Regions from separate parts of the Mus musculus genome. Here all the other regions are linked to region 1. A link is a contact called in public HiChIP or PLAC-seq and Micro-C data. All regions are on one chromosome and are shown on one strand. The core of a region is the stretch at or near the end of the contact, and the rest is flanking DNA. Distances in the headings are between cores, read along the strand shown.

Evidence for each region. A called contact is a pair of places that touch in the nucleus more often than the background predicts. HiChIP or PLAC-seq counts read pairs in DNA pulled down with a chosen protein or histone mark.
Region 2: a contact with region 1 is called in an H3K4me3 HiChIP or PLAC-seq map of embryonic basal ganglia, with 4 times the contacts expected there. The contact joins the enhancer-like site here to the promoter of Slc38a1 in region 1. A contact is called at or near these places in 2 of 39 promoter capture datasets (the 3T3-L1 cell line and stem cell-derived epiblast-like cells), 1 of 484 Hi-C or Micro-C datasets (embryonic stem cells), 5 of 115 datasets of contacts at active chromatin or transcription factors (embryonic basal ganglia, embryonic forebrain, embryonic hindbrain and 2 more) and 1 of 9 other capture datasets (embryonic stem cells).
Region 3: a Micro-C map of embryonic stem cells shows a contact between it and region 1, with 3 times the contacts expected there. The contact joins the promoter of Slc38a4 here to the promoter of Slc38a1 in region 1. A contact is called at or near these places in 2 of 39 promoter capture datasets (cranial neural crest and stem cell-derived epiblast-like cells), 3 of 484 Hi-C or Micro-C datasets (embryonic stem cells and trophoblast stem cells) and 4 of 115 datasets of contacts at active chromatin or transcription factors (all in embryonic stem cells).
Region 4: a contact with region 1 is called in an H3K27ac HiChIP or PLAC-seq map of trophoblast stem cells, with 12 read pairs. The contact joins the enhancer-like site here to the promoter of Slc38a1 in region 1. A contact is called at or near these places in 4 of 39 promoter capture datasets (the C10 cell line, frontonasal cranial neural crest, liver and 1 more) and 10 of 115 datasets of contacts at active chromatin or transcription factors (the NIH/3T3 cell line, bone marrow-derived macrophages, cardiomyocytes and 7 more).
Region 5: an H3K4me3 HiChIP or PLAC-seq map of forebrain shows a contact between it and region 1, with 4 times the contacts expected there. The contact joins the enhancer-like site here to the promoter of Slc38a1 in region 1. A contact is called at or near these places in 2 of 39 promoter capture datasets (frontonasal cranial neural crest and liver), 11 of 115 datasets of contacts at active chromatin or transcription factors (the NIH/3T3 cell line, bone marrow-derived macrophages, cardiomyocytes and 8 more) and 1 of 9 other capture datasets (embryonic stem cells).

What each region holds. Positions count from the first base shown.
Region 1 is chr15:96,641,469-96,644,305 of GRCm38.p6, forward strand. It overlaps Slc38a1 (solute carrier family 38, member 1), which reads right to left and starts at 1,445. Exons shown (of 16, transcript NM_001166458.1): 1 at 1,023-1,445.
Region 2 is chr15:97,151,263-97,154,099 of GRCm38.p6, forward strand. No RefSeq gene overlaps it. Among named protein-coding and RNA genes, the nearest start is that of Gm33149, 9.9 kb to the right of the region's middle. Within about 2 kb of position 1,424, at least 35 of the 459 cell types and tissues checked have an H3K27ac peak or open chromatin away from gene starts, as enhancers often do. A contact at or near this core is called in embryonic basal ganglia and embryonic forebrain, where this site is marked.
Region 3 is chr15:97,054,618-97,057,454 of GRCm38.p6, forward strand. It overlaps Slc38a4 (solute carrier family 38, member 4), which reads right to left and starts at 1,339. Exons shown (of 16, transcript NM_027052.3): 1 at 1,238-1,339. All of the region lies in intron 1 of Gm32840 (a long non-coding RNA gene), which reads left to right.
Region 4 is chr15:96,952,127-96,954,963 of GRCm38.p6, forward strand. No RefSeq gene overlaps it. Among named protein-coding and RNA genes, the nearest start is that of Gm32840, 91 kb to the right of the region's middle. Within about 2 kb of position 1,470, at least 64 of the 459 cell types and tissues checked have an H3K27ac peak or open chromatin away from gene starts, as enhancers often do. A contact at or near this core is called in embryonic forebrain, embryonic stem cells and trophoblast stem cells, where this site is marked.
Region 5 is chr15:96,932,187-96,935,023 of GRCm38.p6, forward strand. No RefSeq gene overlaps it. Among named protein-coding and RNA genes, the nearest start is that of Gm32677, 95 kb to the left of the region's middle. Within about 2 kb of position 1,370, at least 25 of the 459 cell types and tissues checked have an H3K27ac peak or open chromatin away from gene starts, as enhancers often do. A contact at or near this core is called in forebrain, where this site is marked.

The sequences.
Region 1 (2,837 bases), core at 195-2,694:
CTCCTCGCGTGGAGCGGACCAGTTTATAAGCGTTTTGCCGCAACGTTTGGGGCCAGGTGCGGGGGAGGGGAGACCAGGGCGCAAGGGTCCTGCGCAAGCAGTGGCCTTTTGTTCTCCCGCCCCACCGGACCAGGCTCTAGAGGAAGTAGCCTATCACTGGCTCTTCATTCGGGAGAGAGCCTCCAGAGAGGGAGAGGAAAGTGAGTCACTGCCAGCATCATCCCACTAACCGGAACGGAGACAGGGGCCGAGCCCGTGGAGGTGCAGCCAACGTGCACCTGTTTACCGCGCTGGGGAGCCGGTCTCCGAGGCTCCGCTGCCGGCCAGTCCCAAGATGCAGACTGATTCACTCCTCGGTGTACCTTATGCCCCTTACATCGCATGCTTGGTTCCTAATTCGCGAAAGTGACACCAGATCTGGTGGCACACTCCATCACCATAAAACCAGGTCTACAAAGTAAGGTACTGTACGCCACGGCGGTATCTGGAGTCCCTGCGTTCAGGGAAGGGCACCGGACTCCTGCCTTCTAGAAAGGCGCCGCGACGCTCTGCCCGTGTCCACGAGACATGGAGGCTGTCTGAGTTACCTCCTTCCCTTCCTGTTCAAACTCCCCTTCCCTCCAAGTCGCCGCTCCCTCTGCCCTCCAAAAGCACCTTACCTCGAGAAATAAAGGGAAAGGCGCCACCAAAGTGTCCGCCCTTCCAGGCCGTCCCCGGCAGTTAGATGTCCTTTTTTGTGTCAAGGACTAGCTAGGGAAAGGTGGCCCCAGGTCTGTAAGACTGGGCGGGGAGGATCCGCGTGGCGGGTTTCGGAGGAAGGTAAAAGGCCGGGTTACCGGCGACCTTCAGGAAGAGTGGCGTGGCCACAGCTCTCCTCCTCCTCCTCCTTTTCCACCACCACCTCCTCCTCCTCCTCCTCCTCCTCCTCCTCCTCCTCCTCCTCCTCCTCCTCCTCCTCCTCCTCCTCCCAGGGCTGGTTGCATCAGTTTCCCCCCACCCACACTCTGCCCGCCAGCACTTACATTCACACGCCCGGCGCGGAGGGGCTCCAACCTGACTCATTGGCTCCTGCGAGGCGCGTCGCCCTTTCTCTTCGGCAGTTTGGGGACGGGAGCGCGGCCTTTCAGACCATCATCCCTCCATGCCCGCGCGCCGGCGGAGTTGAGCTGTGTGCGGTAGAGCAGTGCGGGTCACATGCCGCTGGTCGCCGCGCCTTCTTGCTCCTCTTCCCCCCTGGGCTACCAGACCGCAAGGCGACCGCGGCTGGCGGACACCGAGCATCCAGGAAGGGCAGTGCGAGCGGATGCGCGAACAACGCGCTGGTGGTACCCGAGCATACGGAGGCTGCGGGCCTCCCGGCACCTGCCTGCGCCCTCCCGGGGCCTCAGCTGGGGCCACAGCTGCCGCACCCGCACCCTCGGGGTTGGAGGTGGAGCGGCTCACTCGCCCAGGCGGTGGCAGGGGGCCGTCTCTTGGGGTACGCCAGGGCCTCACCGAACGGAGTTGCATTGTGGGAAGGGAGCAGCGTGAGGGTAGCCCCGCGACCCAGGGGCGGTGGTGGACTACGGGACGCGCGGGGACACCTTTGGAAACCTGGACACCTACAGTCCCGCCCCCCCCCCCCCCAGAGCAGCTCTGGGGACCCCTTGGGACTCAGAGTGTGACAATAACCCAAGGGGTCTGCACCAATAGCCCTGCTGCCCCGGCCACGTGACTCTACCCTTGCTGGGCCTGGAAAAAGGAACAGGCTGAAAGCCATATCCGCCTCGGGTTACTTCTCCTGCCCCACTCTTTGTCTGAAGTGCAGCCCCTTAACTGACTGGCTGGCACAGTCGCTTCTCCTTAAAATGGCGACAGGAAATCCCACCTACACACCAGCCAATGAGACCACCACCACCACGGAGTCTGCCGCGTGGAAGCCTGAGTCCCTCTCATCCGGATGGCTCCTGTTTTGGGTCCGGCCGGAGATTCATCAGCCTGACCACTAATAAATTTTAACCAAGAGGATTTTATTCAGACACTGACGCCGAGATGGAATTCCGAATGTAGCACCCAGACACCTCAGCCAAGGGTTTACAAAGGCAAAGAATACAAAGCTTCAATCTGTTCTCTTGCAAGCTTGTTTACAGAAGCAGAACCAGCAGTTAAAAAAAAAACCATAATAATAATAATAATAAAGATTAACCCCTAGTAGCGCTTAACATTTGGAGGTCGAAATTTGCTTTAAGCACAGAGATTTTTAAACATAAAGTTAGCCATCAACATGTTAGCCATCACTGTTCCATCAAAACAAGAAATGGCGGTTGAATCATGATTCAAAAATGACTCTACCTGGAGCCTTTCAAGAGGCTGAGTAATGAATGCTGTTTTGCGGTGCTTACAGATTTTCAGTCTCCTCTGGGAAAGTGGGGGGCCAACCAAGATTTAAGCTTTTTAGTGGCTGGTATTCTTGCTCCCTTCCAATGGCCGTAAATGGTCGTGGTGAGTTAAACACTGGCTTCCAAAGAAACAAGTGGGAGGTGTGTTCTTGAACATGCCTGGAAACCGGAAGGTCACTGCAATCAGAAGGGCAGTTTCTTCCTCAAACACAGCATCTCCCCCCACCCCCCACCCCATTTTTTTTTTGTCCTGTTGCTCCTTCTTTGTGTGAAAAACTTATGTATTATAGTAACACTCTAAGTTTACACCGAAAGTCCATTCTTTTTACCTTTCTTCCTAGAGGAAGTCAAAATTTACGATTTTGTTACGATTATGACTGAATAAGTTACCCTGAATAGGTATATGGGCCAGTAGCAGACTCAATTAACCTGGACTAACCCCCCCCCGCCCCCGCCCCC
Region 2 (2,837 bases), core at 174-2,673, 510 kb after region 1:
AACTGCAAGAGCAGCCAGTGCTCTTACCTGCTGAGCCATCCCTCCAGCCCCACACCTACGGGTTCTTGACAGGTGCGCTTGAGGGTGACTTTCTAAGTCATCCTTGAATCCTGAACAGGATCCTAATTGGACACGTTATCCAACAATCTGCAGATGGCACCTTATCTGTCCTGGCCTCCAACGGTCTGTCCCATGAGTCTTGCTGAGAGGTGAGAGAGCAACTGGAACACACCCTTCCCCTCCGAACATTCCGCCAGCCAACTGCTTCTGAGTCAGCACATTCAAGAGGTCCTTGCAGTCCTGGATTGTGAGCTCTGGTTTAGCCTATTAAGGACTGTCTTACTTGGCTACTTTGTGACGTCAGCCTTTGACACTCAGTTACCCATTTTGGGGTGCACCATTGGAAAATACAGTCTCATAATTACTTCAGTATTTACATTCTTCAGCGATGAACCACAGCAGTTGAATAATGCTGTTTAAGAATTAATGTTGGTAGGTAAAAATGACAGAGCACCGTGAAGAGACCCAGTGATTTGGAAAACAATTTTCAGGAATCCCCTTGTGCGTGATGACTGGGATGTGGGAGGGTGGGTGGGATAGGGGGTGAGATGAAACAGACAAGCAAAGTAGCTATTGGGTGCTCTGGGCTGCCATGCACTCCCGGAATTTTCCACTAGGTAGTAGGTATTCAGGTCACATAGACAGTGAGATTTCCTGCAGCGTCGGTACAGATAAAAAGGCTGTGCGGCTTGGTAATAATCGTGCTCCATTTAGGCAAGGCACAGAATGGTGCATTTTTACAGCGATTGTCTCCGAAGTGGTGAGAGATGCTTCCCGGCGCAGGTTTTAAGTATGGATTCATTAGTGCCCCGAGAACAACAGGAGGCATCCTGAAATGCATCTTAATGAGAAACGAGGACTGACAGCTCATTCTGAGACCACTTTAAAGCTGTTGCACGGTGGTTGTTTCTTGGTTGAATTTAGAAATAAATAAAACCTTCTTTCCCCCAATATTTTGTCTTCATTTTCTAGGAGTGGCGCTTTCGGACACTCATAACATACACTAAATATCCATCGTGTCTATCACTGATTGCTGGGCTAAAAGAGCAGCCCTCCCTTCCCTTAGAATAAGCTGAGGAGGGATTCATGCAATCCCAGTCTAATGTGTGTGGAGCGGAGGTGAACGATTGTGTCCTATCCGTGGGATGTCTGTGGTTCTTAGGCTCCTGAGCATCCGCACTGTCTAGCCATTTGTAGTTTGTCTGCTGAGTGAGCTCTTAAGCCTTTTAGGAGATACTCTCCTCACTGTGGAATGCTGTGTTTGTAGAAAGCATTTTTCTTTCACTCACTGCACATCAGCAGAACTGCCTCTGAGCTACGCAGGCAGACATACTGGGACAAGCGCAAACAGGGCTGGCTGGTGCAGCGTGGGGCCAGCCTTCGTCAGAGAAGCACATGACCAAAGGATGGAGCCACTAAGGAACTGCAGTCTCTTCCCTGACAAATAAGATAGAGGATCGATTGAGTCCAGTGGAAGCCTGATAAGCTACACCACCCTTCCTGGAAAAGGTCTTTGCAAAAATAAACAAAACAAACGGAACAAAACATGTCATTAAAAATTTTATGTAAATTTCAGAAAGCACGAGTTGGCGCAAATCTCAAACAGTTTTTTTTCTCCATCTTGCTTTGTTTGGTTTTGGGGTTTGGGGGGTTGTTGTTGTTGTTCTGTTTGCTGTTGTTTTCGTGTATTTCTCTTTGTGAGAGAAAGATGGGTCTTGGCAGCCTTAGAAGAGGCTCTAAAACAACAGGAGAGGGTTGGGCTGGGGCACAAATGGTGGAGCACTTTCCCACCATGGGTAAGACCTCAAGTTCAACTCCAGCCATGCAGGAAAGGGAAGGGAGGGCGGGATGCCAAACGGGAGAAATGGCTCTGCAACTGGATCTTCACTTTCCTCCACCCACTTCTATCAGGAACTCCATTCCCTTTGGCTGACAGTACTCGGGGCTCAGAAACCCAAGTGCAGAGGGAGCCTAGCAAGCCTAGGAAGAAAAACGACTGCAAGGCAGAGCTAGGTGGAGTCCCCTGCTGAAGCAAAGCCTGCGGGGCTCAGGGTATGTGAGCTGGGATGTCCACGTGACTGACACACACGGTCAAGATGTATCCTCTGGGATCTGGGTGGAGGTTATCATGCCCAGGGGCTTGAGTGGTAGAAGCTACAGTCTGCAGACTAATATGGTGCGTGCATGCACACTGGGAAGGCTGGGCGCCCAGGTGCACCCACGGTCTCTAGATGACAGCTGCCCGTTGCCCTGCCAGTACTAATCTTAGTGACCTGTGGGGTGGCGCCACTCTTTGGGGGGTTTTTGGTCTTTATGTAGTCAAGCTAAGAATCTTTTCCTTTCTAAATCTTGGCTCCTCCGTGGCAGTACATTTCACCTTCAGGTAATTAATCTCTTTGCTCTAGGATCTTAGCACCAACCGTGAGGAATAACCATAGAGCCTCTCCAGTGCTGCTGCTGCTTGGGTGTGCACCTCACAAGACATCCCAGATTGCCACCATTGAGGCTTGCTTTCCACAGAGCCCTGGCATGAATATAAGACCTTCATTACATCACCCCAGTGGCCTTCCATCCAATCTCCAGTAAGACAGTCTGCTTGCTACCTGAGACCGTTTTGGAATTCCCTTTCCTGTCCCAAGTTCTATCTGCACCTTTTCAAAGTCACTGAAGTCATCTCCGAGAAGTTCCAGGCTGCCCTGGTCTTCTTGTTCTCTGAGACCGCTTTGGAGTTGAACCTAGTGCCCCATTTCCACGATAAACTTCTAATAGCCTGTTCT
Region 3 (2,837 bases), core at 89-2,588, 410 kb after region 1:
GAACCCCAGCCCGATCCCCGTGAGGGTCCTTCCACGGGAACCCCAGCCCGATCCCCACGAGGGTCCCTCCACGGGAACCCCAGCCCGATCCCCGCGAGGGTCCCTCCACGGGAACCCCAACCCGATCTCCAAGAGGGTCCCTTCACGGGAACCCCAGACCAATCCCCACGAGGGTCCCTCCATGGGAACCCCAGACCGATCCCTCCACGGGAACCTCAGACCGATCCCCACGAGGGTCCGTCCCCAGGAACTGATACCCTGAAGAGCCACCTACGCCTTTTCAGCTGTCTGTCCCTGCTCAGTGCCTCAAGGCAAAAGGAGTTCCTTCTGGTTGACCAAGTTGTCTCCTCCCAACTACTCCACGGTCAGTTTCCCTCTCCTCTGAAGTCCTCCATTCATGCCCGCGACCCCCACCCTACCGCGGGGTTTCGGCGCCTACGAGCTGTTGGGTGTGGCGGATCCCCGATCCCACCATGTGGGAAGCAGTCTCGGCTCTAAATCAAATTCTCACTTTGCTCCAGGCTCTTGGGACTCCTTAGAGTCCCCAAGCCTTAGAGTTCGCACTCCGGGAGCATGCTGATCTGCTCGCCGTAAGGCAATTTAACAACGGGAGCATGCTTACAGTCAGGAAATTCAACTACCAACTATCAAGAGACCAGCGAGTCTATTTTAAACCCTGAACCCGTGTTCCCCCACCACCTCCGGCGGGCGGGGGGTCATAGGCACACTTCCAGCAACTCGGGTAGCACCTAGTGGGCACGATCCCCAAGGGTGAGGAGCCAGATCCTAGGAAGGGTGAGACCCTCTTTATAAGGCAGCTGCTATCGTTCAAGGAGGTCCCACAACAAAAATCTCAGAGCCAATAGACCTCCAGTCGGCAAGCCCACACCAGTCTCTGGAGACGGCCACGCAGGCACAGTTCGAATAGGAGCCTTCAAAAAAAGCCCCTCAAGCTATCCCCTCCGCCTGCCCTGGTTTACTTCACTTCTAGTCACTGAAATAACCCAGTTAGCCTGTAGTTCTAAGGTACAACCAACAAATTTTGACCCTACACAGTTCCGAGACCTGAATGCCCCACGTGCGCTTGTCCCCACGCGCGCGCGGGGGCACACACATACACGCGCGCACACACGCGCAAACATACACACACACACACACACACACACAAGTTAGGATCTAGCCCTAAAATTCCACGCTGAGTCGTTTTTTAAGAGAAAATATACCACATTTAACTCACCCGCCTTTCTGTCTACCCTCTTCGGGTTGGAATCCAATGGATGTGGCGGCAAGGGTTAGACCGGGAGACCCTTCCGTCTTCTCTATTGGCTTCCCAAAGAGTGGAAATTTCCATCCTGTGATAGGGGGCAGCATCTCGATCTCCTTTCTTGAGGACCCTCCCTTCCAGCCTAGCCACCAATAGCAGTGCAGGAACCTGATCTGTCAACAGAAACATCTTTCCAGGTGGAGTCTAGCTGTCCAGCTGTCCTTTTAGAGGGAAGCCTGGAGCCCAGAGAGCAATGGAGGCCCCTCCACCCGCCCTGGGTCTTGTTACCAAAGAGTTTGGTGTGAGTTCATTTTCGACTGTGAAGTTTCTTTATTTGGGGGGATTTTCCTGTGTGCAGGATATATCTACATCGTTAAGTAGGTAAAAGTAGTCAGTGTAGAGTATTCGACAAACAACTTTTTCACGGACTACACAGCTTACTGTCACCACATAACACAAAGCAAACAAATAGAATATGGTGGTCACAGTAAAAATCTCTATGCAATACAAGGGCAACCTTGCCGTCACCCACTTGTGAACCTTTCCTGTAATTCTCTTATGGGGTCCTAGTTTAAATATGATTCTGAGTACAAAGGAAGCTATAATAAACTACATTTTCTGCTCGCTAGGAGGGTCTTAAGGAAAAATATGTATATGGAACCATTTTCTGATAAAACCATTTTCTGACACTAAGCATAGTTCCCGCTTCAAAGAAGGTCCGTGTTTATTTAATAAAAGTTGCCATTCTTTTTTGGCAGAAGGGGTTCACTGGTGGAGAAGTGGCCTCTGAAGATTTAACAGACCCACCAGGGACACAGACAGGGCTTTTGGAACTCTCACGCGCCCAACGTAAATTATGAAGAGCTGCCGGTCTAACTGTCTGTCTTCAGGAAGGACACTTAGCTCTTCCCATTTCATAGCTCCTGTATTAGAACAGTACTAGAACATGGCGGCACTTCAGAAAGAAAACAATGTAACAACAGAAACATCTGCATGCTAATAAGGAACACTCAAAACGTTCCATCAGTGATAGATCTCTCTATGTCTCTTGTCTCTATGTGTGTCTCTGTCTCTGTCTTTCTCTCTTCTCTCTCTCTCTCTCTCTCTCTCTCTCACACACACACACACACACACACACACACACACACACACACACACACCTCAGATTATACAAAACAGTTCAACAGAAGGGTAGCAACAGAAGAATATATAACTTCTACCACAGCATGATTTTGTACCACCCCCCCCCCAAAAGCACAATATATATAAGAAATATTTAGTTTCACGAGAGTAGGTTAGCAATCCTGGTCAAATATGATATATACACCCTTTTGGTTTCTCCTGGCAAGAAGTTCAATTTTGTGGAGTTAGAATATAACAGAATAATTTTAAAGTCCCCTTCAGCTTGTTGAAATTGGGTTTTATTTATACTGTGCTATCTCACCATTGCCTCTTTAATAACACGTAAGGAGTGTATGTAGTAAGCTACTAGCAGGTCATAATGGCTGGACCACAATAAAAGGATTTGAGGCAGGAGAAAGATTTCTATCTCTCAGGGCCTGACCTGAGACAC
Region 4 (2,837 bases), core at 220-2,719, 310 kb after region 1:
GCGAGCTGTGATCAGTTGTCCTAGAATGCCGAGCAGCATTAGAAGGAAGGCTCATTCCTAGCCGCCCCACCCCAAGACCCCCGAGTCCCCTCAGGGAAGCCCCTGCCTGCCTCAATCCAGAAGCAGGTGTTTAACTCACAAAGTAAATAAATAACTGCTTGTCTGAGCAATTTCAAAACCACATAAACGCTACTGTTTTATTCATTACATGTCTCCTCCGTGAGAAATTGCCCAGAGCAGAGATTTACCTGAAAATATATGCATCTCCCAAAAAAAAAAAACCAAACAAACAAACAAAAAAAAAACAAAACAAGGAACAAAAAACCTTCATTCTCATAAGATGACCCCGTGTGCATCAAATAAACTGCCCTCTTTGTATGGTTTCTCTCACACCCATGGTGTCCTCCACTATTTAATGGATTTCCAACACAAAATGATGCCTTTTAAATTTAATAGTTAAGGGACACGACTCTTCATAAAAAGCCAAGGAGAGAGGTCACCTGCTGTGCCTGTCTTTCACCCAGGACAGCATTTTCCTTAGTGTAAACACTCGTGAAATCTGCACAAGCCCGGGCATGCCCGCTGAGCTCTGTAGGCTTGTGAAGGCTCCCAGGAGAGCCAGGCATAAAGGCAGATGCAGTAATTTAAAATATCGGTCTGATAAACATTAATGGTTTGGCTTAAGAAGAAAAACTAGCAACCACCTCGTGAGTAGGCTTGTGCTGGGAAAGCCTAGACACAGAAGGTGGCGCAAAACCGGAGCTAACTGGATAATGTTACTTCCAAAGTGGCTGAGCAAGCCCACAGTCCTGCCCTCCTGCTTTTGGTGGACCAGGGAAGTACCACCGAGCCTGCTCCACTCTAGGGCCAGTCCTGACTTCCCTACAGTAGCCAGGCATTCATAGGCTAGGCCACCAGCAAACTACCTAACCTTGAAATGCTCATGGACATTTTGAGACTTCACACAAACCATCCAAGTTGAAATGTCAGGTTTAAAATCAAGCACCCCATCCAGGGCATTTGTAGGAGACATTTGTACGACTGACTGAGGAGACAGTTTGGTGACACCAAGGAAACTTTTGCTTGCAGAGTTCCAAAGCTGGGGAGAGGGGAGGTTTCAGAGGCTCGATTGAGACAAAGGGGAAAGTCATAGTCCCCATAGGATAGATGACTAAACAGGTGCAGTGTGGTGGTGGGGCAGACTAAAGCCCGAAAGAGATCGCTTTCAGCTCTGAGACATTAGCGTGCCAACAGTTTGGACTGAATAGGACTTTAACAGACATAGTCTCAAAAGAGACAAGGCTCCTTTTCTCTAGAGAAGCCTGGAAACCCCAGAGGGTCGGATCGATCAGAGGACAGTGCCGGTGAGGGTGCCCTTGGCTGATGAAGCGCACATAGGGTAGGAGGCAGGAGACTGCCTTAGTAATCACTGAGAATGGACAAGTTACCGAGCGTAGCTGAGCCACCTGCTGGAGATGTCCGGAAGTGCTTGCGGGGGTCAAACGGAGCTGAGGCAGCTGCAAGCCGAGTATCCGTGGAAGACAAAGAACAGGGCGCCAGAACCGCAGCCCTGGGAAAAAATATTTCAGCTCAGTGTTTGTAGAAAGCAGTCAATGAATGTGGACTGAGATTGGGAGGTCCTGAGGCTCCTTGGCATCTTTGGTAAGGCAAGCTGAGCCGTCCTGCATCCACAACTAAATCTGGTGCTCACAGTATGAGGGTGTGTCCTTCAGGGACTTCGGTGACCGACTATTCCAGTTTTAACATTTGTTGGGTGCTAGAGAGGACTCTCCTTGGCTTGGCGTCTCGTGGCGTGGCAGTGCAGGAGCACAAGCACACGGATAACACAGAAACACCGTGGGAGACGGAAGCTACAGCTGCTGCGCCGCCGACTGTCATAACCAGTGCTCGTAATTAGCCCACGCAGGTAGAGCCCTGATGAACAACGGCCACGGGCGAGCTTGCAAAGACGGGCACAGCTCTCTCTCCAGGCCAACTCTACGCTCCTTTGTTTGGCTTTTTCGTTTATCTGTCACCTTTATCTGTCACCTTTGCTTAGTTACAAGTAAAGGATTGCCGAGCTTTGAAACATCATAGGGACTCAGAGGCAGATAAATCTGCGTGCTTGAGCCAACTCCTCAGTGCCACCGCAACCAAAACCCTCTGGTTAGATATGTTTGACTTACAAAGAACATCTTTAATAGCATTATGTAGCATCTAATCTACGAAGGCATTTATTGTAAAACATGCTATAACTTTACTTACAACTAAGACCGAGCCTGCCAATTAAGTTATGTCGCTCTGCCTTCTTGATGGTTAGCATTTTAAATGTGCATTTACTAACAGATCTCTTAAAAACTGACTTAGACTATCCTTAAATGTCCCTTGTACACACATAAACGGAAGTATATAAGCCTAAGCCAGTGGTTTACAACCTTCCTAATACTGAGACCTTTCAACACAGTTCCTCATGTTGTGGTGACCCCAGGCATAATATTTTCATTGCGAAACACAGAGGTTGAGAACCACCGGCTTAAGTTATCTCTGAAACTTTTTCATTCCAAGTCTGACTCTTTAGAGTTGAATTTTAACCTTGAAATATTGGGACATTTCTATATGACACCCTCTCTGTGCATAAGAAACATCACGCTGATTCTTGGCTTCTTTCCTATTTTTATATTCCCATATTTATTTATGTGTGTGGGTAGGTATGCACCATGGTGTGTGTGCAGGGGATCAGAGGGCAATCTACAGGACTTGATTTTTCCCTTTCCACGATGTAAGTCTGGGGATGGAATGAGGCCATTGGGTTTGGTCATCAGTACCCATTGAGCCAT
Region 5 (2,837 bases), core at 120-2,619, 290 kb after region 1:
TGTAGAGAGAGGCAAACAGTAGTATAGTTTATTAGTTGTTAACTACACTGGCAGAACATACAGGAAATTGATCAGAACCCTTCTGGGAAGATTCTCCTGTCTTGCCTGACAGTCATTAAAGAGGAGTTTTACAACGGCTCAGCAGCCGGAGTGCTGTGCCTGTCTGGGATTTTCCATCAGCTCGAGTTTAGATTTATCTGCAGACTTCCTTTCTTCTTTGATTCTCTGTGGGACACTCCAGTTAGAGCAGGCTGAACTCAGCCACTCTGGACCAGAAGGCAGCCTCAGATCACACGGCTGCTTACATAGGACGGCTTCTCATCAGACAAAAGGACAAACCGCCCAACTTCAGGTTGGCTTACTTGTTGTTTTTTTGTGTGATGCGCTGAATTTGGTGAGAGGAATTAAATCATTCTTAATGATTAAAGTTTATTAGGCCATGGACACTGAACTCTCAGCGTTCTCTTGGCCAGTCTTGTAGACATCGTTCCTTCAAGACTGAGATGACACCAGCCTGCCAAGGGTTAGTGTAACTGCAGGGAAGAGAGAGCACCCCTCTCTCAGGAGGAAAACACTCAGCAATGGATTTCACTTCCCCACGCCCTCAGTTTATTAGATCTTACGGGAAATTCCACGTGGTATGTCCTTTGTATGAAGTTACTGAATGCAGGCATTTCACATGGAGGAAATGCTATACACCGAGAAGGGACTTCAGAGAGAAACAGTCAAGTGAGAGAGTGTTTCACGACGTTACAAAAGGCTCTTCAGTGAGTCAGGTCCAGCGCTTTTAAAAAGAACGTGTGAAGTGAGGAACATAGGCCTGTTTCTTGAGTAATGACTTCAGGTAAATGGGCAAAACACAGCCAAATACATACTCCCAGTCCTAGGCAGAGCCTGGAGAATCTGCTAATCCACAGGCACGGTGTCCAAGCGCCTGGAGGCACACTTCTGCTCTTCTGGGATGCCAAACTGGATCTTCGCTCTCAGGAAGATTTTGTTTGGTTTTATTTTTATATTTCTTGACCACCTTTGGCTGTCTGACAGGAGGCTCTTTGGATAACACCTCTATTCATGAGAAAAACCATGCTCGATCTTTTCTTTGTTTGTTTATGTTTTGTTTGACCTAGCATTTGCCAGAAAGTCAGGGGTCATATACCGTCTATTGGAGGAGACCAATTTAACTAATAGGGTTTCACTGTGAATTGAGTGTTCTGAGGAAATGTTTGGGAACTGAGATTATAAACAGGAGTTCTGTGTTCAGGGTCCCTGGAGAAATACAAACAGCTCCTGCTCACTGGACACTTTGTGCTTCAGGAGCAGCCAGAGGCAGTAGAAGAGGGAGGGACAGCCACCAACTGTGTCTAAATTGGGCTAGTGTTTACACCAATCCAATTGTGTCGTAGAATTTTTACCACGATCTATGCAAGCTGTTCTCTAGGACAGAGGATGAACTCATCAAATTAACATATCTGTGGGTGGTGGAAGGCAATCCAGAGCTGGCTTTCATATTTCTTTGCCAACCCAGGGGCTTGGTGTGGAAAGGAGGCTGTGAGAGGCTCGCAAGAGCTGGTTCCTAATTGGAGAACCCTTTCCCCTGAGCTGGTGGCCCTTGAGGACTTTTAAAAACTGTTGTTATTAGGACCTTCTATTTTGAATGAGCAGGCTAACCAAGCCAGACTGGCAGTGTCTCTTGTTCATGTAAGAAAATGCATGGGTTAGAAAAGTTGGAACACAGTTTTTTCATGAAGAGGCTTTGTTTTCTACATTTCTGTTACTTATATGTGTGCACATTCTATCCATTAATCTATCTATCTACTAATATATCTATTTATCTGTCACTCAACTATCTATCATCTATCAATCATCTATCTATATCTATCTATCCTCTATCTATCTTCTATCTAACCTCTATCTACATATCATCTATTTATCTATTTATCTATCATCTATCTATCTATCTATCAGCTGTTATCATCTACTGTGTCTCACACCTAAAGAGATCAAGGCATTTTTTTTTTTTTAGAGAGAAAGCACCCTACCTTTTATCTGTGTGTCCAAGAAGTGAGGATAAGAAGTCATTTCCTTGGCCTCTTGTCTTCATAAACCCTTTCCTTCATTCTTTCCTCTTTACTTCCCTAGTTACTCTTAATATGAATAAGAAATATTCAAATGCTCTCACTAAATCCATCTCCTCCCAGAGGGACTTCCCAGGAAGCACACACCATTGGTGGCTTCCTACACACCTGTGCCTGTGTGCATTCTGCACACCTGTACCTGTGTGGCTTCCTGCACACCTGTGTCTGTGTGGCTTCCTGCACACCTGTACCTGTGTGGCTTCCTGCACACCTGTGCCTCTGTGGCTTCCTGCACACCTGTGCCTCTGTAGCTTCCTGCACACCTGTGCCTCCGTGGCTTCCTGTGCCTCTGTGTCTGTGTGGCTTCCTGCACACCTGTGTCTGTGTGGCTTCCTGCACACCTGTGCCTCTGTGGCTTCCTGCACACCTGTGCCTCTGTGGCTTCCTGCACACCTGTGCCTCCGTGGCTTCCTGTGCCTCTGTGTCTGTGTGGCTTCCTGCACACCTGTGTCTGTGTGGCTTCCTGCACACCTGTGCCTCTGTGGCTTCCTGCACACCTGTGCCTCTGTGGCTTCCTGCACACCTGTGTCCGTGTGGCTTCTTGCACACCTGTGCCTCTGTGGCTTCCTGCACACCTGTGCCTCTGTGGCTTCCTGCACACCTGTGCCTCTGTGGCTTCCTGCACACCTGTGCCTGTGTGGCTTCTTGCACACCTGTGCCTCTGTGGCTTCCTGCACACCTGTGCCTCTGTGGCTTCCTGCA